Regions from separate parts of the Manis pentadactyla genome. Here region 1 is linked to region 2. The links are chromatin contacts, called in public Hi-C maps. All regions are on one chromosome and are shown on one strand. Each heading gives the region's core, a stretch centred on a gene start, on an enhancer-like site or on the middle of the called end of the contact. The rest is flanking DNA. Distances are from core to core; before and after follow the strand shown. Region 1 holds the start of FAM149A (family with sequence similarity 149 member A). Region 2 holds the start of CCDC110 (coiled-coil domain containing 110).

Region 1 (6,535 bases), core at 3,928-6,427, 420 kb before region 2:
AGCTGTTTCTTGCGTGTTTATGTACCAGCTACCACAGGGAAAGTTTGTACATGTTATCTCTTTGGGCATTATAATTAAATCTTTTTAATGTAACACCCATTTATGGATGGGATGGTTAAGGAAGATACTCAAGATGAATTCTTAATTGGTATTTTATTCTTAGCCTTCTCGGAAAAACTGTAAAGTGGCATAGGAATATAAGTCAGTCTGAGTTCAAACCTATGCTCTAAAAATTATACCAACTTCAATTACCTATTATCATTTTAGAACTCTCAAAGTTTCAGATCCCACATTATAGGATCGTTGTATACCTGGCACATATCAAGTATAATACACGTTAGCTATCACATTAGAAAAACTTCCAAATGTGTTCTCCTGACACACAGCAGAACATATAACTATTAGCTCAGATATCATTTTTAAGATTTTAATATAATAAACCAGAACATAACTGAAAGCTTAAAAAACGACCACTAAAGACAGTAAGAGTGGAATTGTTTTCCTGGGTTTAAGCAAATGCTAGAAACGGACAACCAAGTCAACTCATTACTATTTTTAATGAACGTAATGGTCATATGACTATAATCGCAAGTAAGAGTCGTGTGACGACTGTCTGCTGAGCTCACCATTTATCCCTGTGGAAACGCAAAGTCCCAGCAGGCAGCTTACTAACCTGGGGAAAACTCCAAGACGACCAAACAAAAAGGCCCAAGGCGACAAGTATCCTTAAAGAAAGACATTGAAATTGCCTCTAGATTTTTATGAGATTAAGAACCCAGGAAAGTGGATTATATGGGGAAGAAAATATTTTCATTCATTCATTCGATAAATTGGACTAAATGCCTGCGGTGGGCACACGTTGCCTTAAATGTTACAGGACAAAGAGTTTAGAGTCTAAAAAGGATGTAAGATGTGAACATAAATCCCAGGATAACGAGGTAGGTGTAGGCAAGCGCCAGACAAAGCATGTACTATGTGTGATACTATTGATAATTCTGCATTGTCTCTGAGAATTAAAACTTAAAAGTTCGATCCTAGGGTGGCAAACACATTTCTTCAAGGTACTATATGGCAATCGGTGGTAATACTAATTATGGTACCCTTTATCTTCTGCAAGTTGTGCAGGGGAAATGATGACAGACTACAGTGTACTATGACCTGGGCTCCCAAATAACTGAAGTGAAAGATGTCATTTATTACATCCTATGAGGAAGAGCAATGAATTATTTTTTCCTGTCACTCTTCTCTTCACCTGGAATGTATCCTTTAATGAAACATGCTTTCAAGTCTCATTTCTGTGCCAAGAATCAGACAGTAACCATAGATAACATGTGAAAAGCACTTTCCTATGTGTTCAGCACTTAAAATATTATTTCAATTAATTTTTGGACCATCCCTATGACTAAAGTGTTATTTCATCGGCATTTTGTCAAAGCGGAAAACCTACAGTTTGCAAGACTGGCAAACGTGCCCAGAATGACGGAGCTAGCAAATGGGTTGAGACTGGAATCCAGCTCACCTGACTCCTGGCTCCGTAGGCAGCGCCCCAACAGCACCCTGCCTCAGCAACGGATGACTGAGTTGGTAGGTAAGTCCCTGCATTCATTGTATTGCCAGCCAAGAGAACAAGCCTAACAGTTCCTGCAATATTTCCACACTAGAGTGACTAACAGTGGAACTTGATCCCTCAAAAAAGCAGTAATTCCATGCCAATTGCTGTAATTTATGAAACATATAAATACTTCCTGACCACATGAAGTTTACAATCTACCAACATTCATATATAGTAGTTTTCTATCCACCTGTCTCATGCACTGTTAGAAGTCCTTAATTTCCAGAACAAACAGAGAGTAAGACTTTTTGCAAGGTGATAATCGTATAGTTCAAAGCAGAGTGCAAACAGGAGGCAGTGCAGAGGGTGGGGCGAGCCTGGGAAGCAGTGCAAACGAGGCACAAAGAACAAATGCAATGCACTGGGGCGTGCAGGCCAGATGGAAAGTGCTGGATCACCCATCTGGGGTGCAAGAGAGGGAGGTAACGATGAGAAGCAATATCCTCCACTTCTGGTTCAGATGGGCCACGAGTGAGCCCTGGGGAATGAGAAGGGCGTGGGTCAGAGATCAAAACTCACGCTGCTGTGTAGCACCTTAGTGGGGGCAAAAGGCTCTGGAATGAAAGAAAGTTTACAAATTCCTCATCCAAACTGATTTTGCTACAAAGTTTTAACAAAGGCCAAGTACAGAATCAGAATGTAAAATGCAAGGGTTTTCTTTAAAAAACAAACTGTGAACTAGGATTTTCCTTTGCAACTGAATGCAATGGTCTTAAAATTAGTGGAATGTTTCTCAAGGGTTTACATTCTTTTCACTATCTTTTTCAACTTATTCCTGCTTTAACCACCACCCACTCTCCACATTCCTGGGCCGTAGAAAAACACTTGATTTTATTATTAACCGAGCAGGCTAATAATTAGTAGCAGCAATCTGCAAACTGGTAGGTGAGGTGGCAGTTGTATACTTTAAATGCACTGTTGAATAAAGTTTGTTTATTCAAGGTTACAGTCACCCCAGAAATCCAGGAGGGAAAAAAATCCAAGTCTGGGTGCAAAAGCTTTGTAGTATTGGAGGACAACCACCTTAATTCTTTCTTCCTTTTCCCCTTCTCATTTCGTAAATAAACTTTATGACTAAAAAAGGACTGAGGTATGAAAGGAATAGACTGTGAACATTTGTGCATCTAAAAAAGAAACTTGGTGTAAGAGTGCGAACATAGATAATCAGAAAGATATATGAATGCACGTATCTGCATATGATTTCTCACAGCAATTACGTAAAGTTCAATGTCTGCACTTACAGTACAATTGGATACATTTTGCTAATGTGGAATAATCACTTCTCTTAATCATGCCAGATACAGTGTTATTCAAAAAGTATCTACTGAACATGCTTGGACAATACGAACATGGACTAAGATGCTCGCGAACTGAAACCAAGACCAGTTCTTTCAGTGGCCACACTGAAGGTCTCCGGGCCCGTATGTAAACAGCAGCAGGACCTGTGTGCTGTGAGCATGCACCTTGCAGGACAGAACCCTTTTGAATAAATCCGTTCTCTTTCAGGTAATATCACAAAAATGCTGCCCTCTTTCCTCCCTCACTCAGGCCTGCTGTCCTGGAGACTGCTGTCCATTCCTGCCCTTAGCCATTTTCATTTTACATTATGTTTTAAATGAAAAGGAACAACTTAATCTTATTTAACTGCTTGCTTTAGAACTGAGATGAATGTCATCCAGTTTTGTGAAAATGAAGTTATTTACATTATGAATGAGTTCGAATCACTCTTAATGCAAAAAGGTCTCCAGCCCATTTTTTTTGAGGGGCGGGCAGAGGGTGGAGCAGACCTGAGGCTGTTCTTCCCTCACTGGGTTCTCATACGGAGATCACCCCCCAGCGGGCCCTTCCGGTCTGTGTGTGACCAGTTCACTGTTCTCTTGTAGGAGGCAGAAGGCTAAACCTCTCCGTACCCATTTAGGTATAGCTACAGGTCTGCCTATCAAAAAGTAAAATTCACCTTAACTCTAAAACACGTATTGTGTAAGAGGACTGTTTACATCACTGCTCCTAGTGCTGAAGGGACAGTGAGTGTGTGTGTGAAGGTTCCTGCAGTTCCCGGGGAAATGGATCCCATAAAGTCAGCGGATGAATCTGGAGGACCTCAGGTCCCTGTAGCAAGGACTCAGGGGCTCCAGGGTTTATGATCAGGCTGTGTCCCGAGCGGGCACAAATTCCACTTGTGTCAGATGATGTTATGCGCATGTAAATTAACTAGATGTCGCACAGAGAAAACTCATCCCTCTTGGGATAAGAATTGGGGTCGATCGTTACAACACTGGGAGGCCGAGTGTCTCACCATTTCTTAAAATCCTAGGTGCTAACGTGTGCATTCGGCTACCCTGCACATCCACTATATTCCGCATCAGGGAAAGGGATGGTCAGAGGCCTTAAGAAAACCAGACTACCAAACGATCTAAGTGCCCGCGCTACGGCTAGAAGAGCAAACTTCTGCCCTCCTTTCCTTCCAGACCTGCTTCATCCCCGCTCCTGCCATGCCGGAAAACAGCAGAGGGTTATCTGCTGTTTGACAAAGTTGAGCAAAATCAAGTCACAGCGTCTGTCTGAAAAGCACACAAAGCCAGGGACGAAGGACCCTGGAAAAGTGCAAGCAGGGTGCCCTGGGGAGCTGGCGGAAAGTGCCGCAGCGCAGGCAAGAGGGGTGTGGTGGGCGGCGGGGGCGCGACCCGACCCCGGCCCGGCGCGGCCCTGCGGCTACTCACGCTGCTCCGCCGTCCTCGGGGTCGCTGTCCGAGGCCCACTCCTCGCCGATGTCCGGCAGGGGGAAGAGCAGCGTCCTGGGGGCAGGCCCGGGAGGCATCCGGGCGCGGGGCTCCCGCTCTCCGGGGCCGGGCTGGCGGGGCCGCGGGCTCGCGGCTGCACCGCCGCCGCCCGCGGGGGCCCCCATGGACGGCAGCGTGGCCCACGCCCTCGGGCTACCGGGCAGCGACAGGGGCGCCCCTGCGGCCGCGGCCGCGCGGCCTGCGACCGAGCCCCCGGGGCAGGGGGCGGAGGGCGGAGGGCGGCGCGGGCCGGGCGCCCCCCGCGGGGCGGGCGGGAAGTCGGGCGCCAGCGCCGGGAGGAGGGCCGCGGCCGCGCGAGGCGAGGTGCCCGCCGGGCCTGCGGAGCCAGCGCCCCCCGAGCGGGCGGAGGCGGCGGCCGGCGAGGGGCCTGCCGGGGACGCCGTCGAGGTCTTGAAGATTTTGGCAAAGAGAGCCCCGAGGTCCGGCACGGCCCCCTTCATGCTCCAGCCCGGGAAACGCCGTCCCCGCCGCTGCCGGCGCCTCCCGACCGCGGCGAGCCGGGCTGCGGGGCTCCATGCGCCGCCCGCAGGGACCCGGACGGGGCGACCGGGGCGGGGCCTGGGGTCCGCGGGTCTCTGGCGTCTCCACGCGCAGGCGCCCCGCCGGGCCGGCCTCCCGGACGCCCCGGGCCTCCGTGCGGCGCGACCCCGAGGGCCTGCGGGCCGGCGCCCACGCCGCTGCCGGGCCGCCGCGGGCGGAGGGTGGGGACTAGGTCCCCGCCCGCGGGAGCCTCCCCGACGGCCCCCGGGAGCGCGCGGGCGTTGCTAAGCCAAACAGAGAGCCGGCTAAGCTCCCTGCTAATTGGGCCTCGGACTGCGGCTGGGGCTGCGTCCGCGGTCGGTGCCCGGGCTCCCCTCCTAGACCGGTGCCTTAAAGGAACACTCTCCAGTTTCTCCATTGCCCTCAGAGCCTCACCAGATTTGCAAAGCTCTGGGCTGAGGAGGGTAAGGAAGTGGAACATAGACCCGGGGAAGAGAACCCTGCTTCCAAACATTCTGGAACTTACCAAGTCTGGCAAGACCAAATATGCCAGGGTCAGGGAGATGGCTAGCTCTCTGATACGAGGGAAGGTTAATCAGAACCTATATTCAGGTGAGAAGACTTGAAACAGCCTTGCCCGCTCCTCCCACCTGGGGCCAGGCTCCAAGTGTGTCCATTCGGGGCAGGGAAAGGAGATGAGTCTGGTAAAGAGGAAATTACCCAACATTCTTGACTATATGCATTAGTCTTTTTCAAGGTATTGAACTGGATTCTCAGCCACAGTAAATTCTACAGGAATACCAAGCCTCGCATGTTCTTGTAGACGGCTAACCAATCTGCTCCTTAGGATACCCACATCCTGCCATGACCCCTCCTCTGCATCCAAGTACTGCAGACAAACATGTGCAGGGCACCATTCCGCTTCAAGATTGTGCGAACACTGAGATGTACAGAAAGGAGATGTTCTCTTCCCCGCCCCCGTCCACCTTTGGACGAGGGAAAGGCATGCAGCTGGCCGCACGGAAAGCACCTGCACACAGTGAAGAATCAAAATGAGCAGAAGAGGGAGTAACAGACCCATCTGAGCAGCGATGGGAACTAGAGGCAGAGGTCTTACCGGCAAATCAGGGAAGCTGCGTCAGCTATGGCATCACGCAAGGACACCAGAAGCAGGCTGGTGTTGGGCCTTTCACATACTCTCTTTGCTCCTTCTCGTCAGGTAGCCTCAGAGGTGCGCGAGTCCCATCAGAACAGTGCACCATTTTCATTCAGCACTCCTGCTGGATGGCAAAGCTGTTTCCTAGAAATCGATCTGTTTGTCTCTTTCATAAGGATGTTGATTCTGATTCATAAAACAATTAAATCCTCAGTACAAGTAGAGATCATTTCTAGAGTATGCACTCTCAGTGTTGAAGCTGCTATTCATCTGACTGAGTCTGAATATACAGAATCTAATTTGAAAGGACAGGCCAAAGGAGGGCCATTGCCAAGAGAAGCCTGATTCAACTCACCCAGGCCCCTGGAAGCAGCACTTGTTTGCTGCCACTTCTCAGGGTTCTTGACTTTACAGGCTTGGAAATGTGATCGGCCCAGGAACCTCACTGGTCTCTTAGGATGGAGACCTACTAACCTGACCCATAAA
Region 2 (6,782 bases), core at 2,048-4,547:
TGGATTTATTACTGAAGACCCATTTGCTCTGTGCAAAGTACACATTAGCAGTAACTTTATATAGCAAGGGAAACACACTATGATTATTAATGTGTGACCAAGCAGCCTGACTCAGTATGGCTCCTTTAATGTCTAAAAACCAGAAGGAAAGGTCGCATCAGGACAAAGGGGGGGGGGGGGTCACACACTGTGAGCTGAACTAAAGACCTCTCAGTCTAGGAGGGGCTACAGAGACTACGACATTCACTCAAACCCTTAAACACCTCCTCACCCTCAGTAAGTTGCACAGAGCGCTAGCCTGACCTAAGAAAGGGCCCAATCCCCATTCCTCTGGCCTCTGTCAGAGGGAGGAAAGCTCTGTATCACCTCTGCAGGACGGCCAAACCTTCACATGTGCAGACCTCAGGTTCTTGCTGCAAATCATGCCGATTCCTCTATACCTCCAGTTCTCTTTCCAACTTATTTTTCCCACTTAGTCACTGACTCTTTCTTCTCAGCCTGCAAGCAAGCTCAAGTACTCTACACCATCCTAAAATAATCTGTTTCCCTAACACCTATTCCTTCTCAAGTGCCTCAGTATTTCTCTATCCCTTTTCCTTTTAGCACATCAAACTTTTTAGAGTTAGACTAATCCACGTTCTCAGTACCCCCACCTTACTACTGTTGATGAGTCCTCTTTAAGGTAGCAATCAATCTCCTGAGAGTCAACACCAGTGGCTGTCCTGAAGTTGGGGGGTTCACTCTCCTATACAGATGAAATCAGGTTCAAATTAACACTAAAGGAAACTTAAAGAAGGCTGAATGCAGCAGTGTTTACGTTCAGATCAAGCCTTTGAGTGTCAAAGGCCCACTGTCCCCCCAAGACTTCCTAAGTCTCCAGCATGCAGGTCCCCTCTCTGATCAGAACACTCGCCTTAGGACAACTGCCCAAATTTGTTATATCCTAGGAGCAGTCTGATCACTTTTTCTCACTACTCTAGACCTCAGCTACGATTAATGATAGCCTTGCTACCTCAGGTTTAAAAAAAGACCTGAAGCTAAAAACCCGCAAGTATTTTAGCCTGGCAATAAATGGCTAAGAATAGATTTGCCTAGCTTGTTTTTGTGCAGTGCTCTTGAGTTTGTTCCAAATTCTTGAATCTGCAGCTGTTAGTCAACAGGTGGAAGTGATTCTCTAAAAGGAGCTATTTGAAGATTTTGAAATACTGTGGCTCACAGATATTTTTTAACTGACAGTACAGATTTTAGTTCTATCCGTTAGCAATGAACTTCACAATAAAAAAAATAGACATTTTCAGGACAGTTGTTGGGCTGACTGACTTGTGTGCCCAGAGAAAGCATATCTCCTGACAGAATACCTACCAGAGCCCACTACCTACCCGAGATGAGACCAAATTAAAAAGAAGTTGTCTCACACAATGAGAAAGTATAGGTGTGATACCATATCAGGAAATAGGAACTTTTACCTCTAGTATTAATTATATGTATACCTTCTCTAAACTTTCAAATTTAGATGAAATATTGTCCTGAACACTTTAAAATAAACTGATTTGGGAAGCGAGGGCTTCAGAATCAGAAAGCCTAGCACTGATCAGTTAGTCTTTGAAAAGTTCCTATAAACCTTCCCATGCAAACCTGGAAAATAACTTTTTTCATAAAATTCCACAATCAATACCAGTAAGTATAAACAAGAATATTTCTCCAAAAGCATAATTGGGGGGGGGGCAATAATTACACCAAGAAAGGAAGAAATTTAACATCCCCCCAGAATGTTTGGATTCTAAACTTTGTTCACCAATTTCAAATGGGATAAGGAAGTATTTCAGGTCACAGGAGGAGCAGGGACAGGAACAGGCAGGCCTGGGCAAGTGTAATGAATATTTTTGCCAGATTTTTCAGAACATCCATGAACCTTCATTTCTCTGCATTGAAAATCTGAGTGCAGTAAAAGATGCTGCATATTCAGTAGCAGCCACAGAGCCCACCAGCATCTCAGAGGACCAGGACTGTCCTGCTCTTGTGTCAGGAGAATGGGGTTCTCCCCGTTGTAGAAGTCCCAAGGAAAGTTCCTTATGCTATCCCTTGTATCTAATTCTAATCTGTGTTCTGGTAGACAAATAATCACTTTATTTCACTATAGTAATTATTTATTTGTTTTGAAAATGTCATTAGTATAAAAATTAACTTACCATAATGTACTTAGCTTTTCATTTATCAGTCTCCCTTCAAAATACTGACATTTACGTAGAGTAGTATTTTAACACATTGCTGAAAACTTCTGTAGCTCTCTGGAGAAAGTTAACTTTGTGGATATCAATCATCAATGGAGAACCTAAGTTCTCAGAGACACGGTTTATTGAAATTGTCTAACAATGCAACAAGAAATGGTCTTCTGGAGACCATTTCTATAGGAAACAGGAAAGTAAAAAAAAAAAAAAAATTGAGACTATCATAGTTTCATTTCCATGAAAGCAAGCCATATAATTATTATATAATTATTTATGTAATCATGCCTTTAAATTCCTTAGTGTGACTGAAGATTTGAGTTTTCCATTATTTTACATTCTATAGTTGTTACTGCAAAATAAATATGATCATTTAAAACTGTTAGCTAAAGAGAACCTTTTTCTGATCTGCACAAGGATTGACTGTGGCCCTGTCAACGAGTCCTTTGTTGAATGAGCTCCAGCTTCCAAGACAAAAACCCAGCTTTTACAAGTGGCTTGCCCAGGTACTCAGGAAATTAGCATGCTTTTGCAAATGAAGACCAGTGCCTCTGGGACAGCTTTAATGTGATTTTAATACATTATCATTTTAAGTTTATTATCGGAAATAGGGTCTTCTGTTAACCACAGCAAACAAAAGTCCTTTCACAACATTGTTTGGGGCCTTTCAAATCCCCAAAAGCTGAAACTACTCTGATGGGTGGGTTGAAATAAGAGGAATGAAACAATGAAACAGTGATTAGAAAAAGGGAAAAAGTTCCTAGGTTTCTACGTCTCCAAACACTCCCCTTCCTCCACACAGTTTTGGTCCAACTGGTGCTGTTTTCAGACTATGGTCAAGATCAAGTTGTGCACAACACGGGGGCACCCTAGTGAGACTGTCCCCAGGTTTGGGAGGGCACAGCAAAGGGCAGGACCTTCCAAGCGTGGCTCCGTGAACGAGCGTCCGGACCCCACCCAACGCGTTCCTTCCCCTTCCCCCACCCAAGGGCCCACCTGGCCTCACTCGTGTTGTCCAGGCCTCCCCGTTACTAGGCAACGAGCTGCCCCGGTGCGAAGCCCCTGAGCGGAATGCATCGGGGAAGGCGGATGAGCCCGGGTAAGAGCCGCCCGGGGGCCTGTCCCTTGAGGGGCTGCTGCGGGAACTGGACGGGTAACGGAGGGCCCCGCTGCCTTCCCCGCCCCGGCCCTTTCACCCCAAGACGGGTCAGTCTGGAGCGCGGGATCTTCTTCACTAGCCACACACCCCGACCCACCCCGAGGAGAAAAGCAGCGCCACCACCCCATGCCCGGCTGTGGCTCCAGCCTCGGCGCCTCCCGATCCCGGCGCCGCTGCGTGGTCCCAGCGCGCCCTCCGGTGGCCGCTTGAGGCGAATCCCCACGCCTCGCCTCTCTACTCCCAGCAAAACCAAAAGTCACCTACGGTTCTGCTACAGAAAAGCACCACGGGCAAGATGAAATTGACTGCGTTCTCCTTTCAGCGTCCAAGACCCTAAATTCCTCTGAGAGAGTAAAGGGAAGTGGTGACAGTGAAACAGGTAAAACCTCCAAGACCAAGGCTCCGATGCCAGTGATGCTTCAGCGTTGTTAACACAGCAACGGGTACCTTGCCTACCTCACTGGTCCAAGGGGTGTACTTCCAGTAACTATTATTACAGTACTAATAATGGCTTACAGGGCACATTCACGTTGTGCCAGATAGTCTTCTAAGCACCTAACTGTATCAGATCATTTAGGCCTCACACAATCCTATGAAGTAGGCACTACCATTATCACCATTTTGCAAGAGAGGAAACTGAGGGCACAGAAAGGTTAAGTTCCCAAGGTTACACAGGTAGCAAATGACAGAGCCAGTATTCAGCAGGGTGGCCCCGGAGTCCAGGCCTTAACTACCAGGCCATTATATACTGTCTCTCTGAATGCCAAATAGGAACTGTTGGGTATTTTGGACAATGAAAAGATACATATTTTTTCCAAAAGAAGGTACTCTTTACAGTAAGTATTTGTGGATCATAGGACATTAAATGGGGAGGATGTTTCAAATAACCAAATATTATCTATGACTTATCATGTGACTAGCATTGGGTTTTTCCTAATGTGAAAATCAAAATTCTCATTATCTGTCTCACTTTCCGAGAAAGTTAAGAGACTGCCTTCTATTACAGTTGTTTAAAAATAAAACTTAAGAATTAAATTACATGGTTTTCAATTTTGCTTTTTAGAACATGGCTACACATCAGAATCAGAAAATCGAATCCAACCACAATCAGCATTGAAAGTGAGTATATCTCAATTTTGTTTTCTCCAAAAACTGTGTAAAGGCTGACCTTCAGAATAAATGCCTCCTAAATGCATTAGGGTTTTCCACAAAAATCTTCATGAAAATGCACTGGAGGGTTAGCAAGAATGACTAATAATGTGAGTCACCTGACCCTCATGTGATCCCTTCTGGTAACAGGCAACTTGTGGGGTTATAAACAAAAAATCATGACAATTCAAGTACATGTTCACCCACCTAAAAATAATCAGTTTTATGCCCTGTTTAATTTTATTACAGGCCCTTCAGCATCAACTGGAATCATTTCAGGCTCTCCGAATACAGACTTTGCAGAATGTCAGCATGGTATGTGCCTTTTAATCTCTATACAGAAAATACCCAAACTTACCATCCCACATTTCTAAGTGGATAATCACTAGCCAACTGATTAGTTGATATAATGCAATGGAAGCCAGAACATATCCTAGGCTCAAATTTGTTTGGAGGAAACCACACTGTTATAGTTGTATTTACATATGAGCCAAAAAGAAATAGCACTCACTGATTTTTTTAAAACATGTTTGTTTAAAGTACTGCCTATATATAGTCTGAAAATAGGGACTTTCATTGTAAGTGATATAAAATCTAACTCAAACTGACTTTTGGAAAAAGTGCACTTTATTAGCTCAGGTAACTGAAAATTGTAGGGGTAAATCACTTGGGGATGGCTTAATCCAGATGACCAGGACTTACGCCATCAGGAACCAGCCTTAGCTTCCCTTGGCTCTGCTTCCCACAATAATGGATTCTCAGGCTCCATGTGGTAGGAAAGGGCTGCTAGAAGCTCCAGCCCTTAATCCTTCAATATTACAGTCAGCAAAGAAGAGACCATGCTTTTCTCTCCTAATAGTTTATACTAAGCTTCTCAGCCTGACTCTAGGTACCCAAGATTGGGTCATATGCAATCCTTGAATCAGTCACTGTTCAAAGTGGGCAATGTTCTGACTGAGTAGCTCTCAGTCACATGCCCACTGCTGGAGCTAGAAATGGGATCAGTGTATCACCAAAGGCACAAGGACTTTATTCAGAAGAAATAAAAGGTAGTGTTAACAGAAGGATAGGGTATGGATGTTGGTAGTGGCTAACACAGCACTTATTCCCTAAAGCCTCTGACATAAGCTTCACCCTAATATTCTTGTAGTAAAAGCAACTGCAGGGAAATAGGAAAGAAGATAAAATCTTCCTGAGGGTGACAGAATAGATTCCATTCTGATGACAGAAATCAAAGGTCTCTGATTTATTCAACAATGTAAAAATCAAATATCCAAAATTATTTGAATATAGTTCATAAAGGTATATTGTTTTACTAAATTGTTTCTGATTTTATAAACATATAATAAAGGCACACTCTTCTTCACGATTCTTCTAATGATAGAGATTATAATTAATTTATATTCTATATGACAGGAAAGAATGTTTATGTGGAGGAAATTTAAAGGTATCTTTCAATTACAATACCTATTATTCCTGTATATTCATAAGTTTATAAATCTGAAATCAAATTCTAACATTCTCATTTATCTTTTAAAGGTACAGTCTGAAATCAGCAAAATATTGAACAAAAGCATTATTGAAGTAGAAAACCCACAATTTAGTTCAGAAAAAAATCTAGTATTCAACACACACCTTGAGAAGGCTTTGGTATGTTATTGTGTACAAAATCTTTCTGTATTTAGGTACTTCAAAAAAGTTACTATAACCAGTTTATCTTCACCTTTATATTCTCACCTTCCTCACAGGATGAAGGGACTAACAGAGATGAAAATAAGGAAATTCCTGTCCTGAAAACCCTGAAAAACGTGAGTTTACCTCTATTCTTCTGCAACTTTCCCATGTGTCTTAGGGGAGTTTGTGAGGGTCAATTGGTTATTTCAGATACCTAAAGATTTCCAAGTAAATTGAAATATAAGGCAGTTTTTAAACCCTATCTGTCCACTTCATGAGTTTTTCTACTTTTAGTATTGACTAGGCTTGGGGTGAACTCCCTAGAACAGGTCCAAACCAGAGTCACTCTATACTGATTAGAACCCTCAGTTCCAGGGTAGTCACAACCCTAGAATCATCTGAAACTAGGAATACAAGCTAAGGTTGACAGCCCAGACTTGGGAATTTTCCAGAAGTAGAAATTCATTTTCCTTAAACTGGCCCACCTGACCTATTGCTTCTATCTTTCCCACATATCTATGATGGTCTCTTAAGGGATGCTAAATTTCTATTTGTGAAATTGAGAGGTTGGACCA

The links. A called contact is a pair of places that touch in the nucleus more often than the background predicts.
Region 1: a contact with region 2 is called in a Hi-C map of skin fibroblasts, with 4 times the contacts expected there. The contact joins the promoter of FAM149A here to the promoter of CCDC110 in region 2. A contact is called at or near these places in 2 of 3 Hi-C or Micro-C datasets (fibroblasts and skin fibroblasts).

The regions. Positions count from the first base shown.
Region 1 is chr7:11,170,375-11,176,909 of mManPen7.hap1, reverse strand. It overlaps FAM149A (family with sequence similarity 149 member A), which reads right to left and starts at 5,177. Exons shown (of 14, transcript XM_036894137.2): 1 at 4,333-5,177. The coding sequence starts at 4,853.
Region 2 is chr7:10,746,225-10,753,006 of mManPen7.hap1, reverse strand. It overlaps CCDC110 (coiled-coil domain containing 110), which reads left to right and starts at 3,297. Exons shown (of 6, transcript XM_057505028.1): 1 at 3,297-3,582; 2 at 3,629-3,763; 3 at 4,448-4,503; 4 at 4,783-4,848; 5 at 6,073-6,183. The coding sequence starts at 3,297.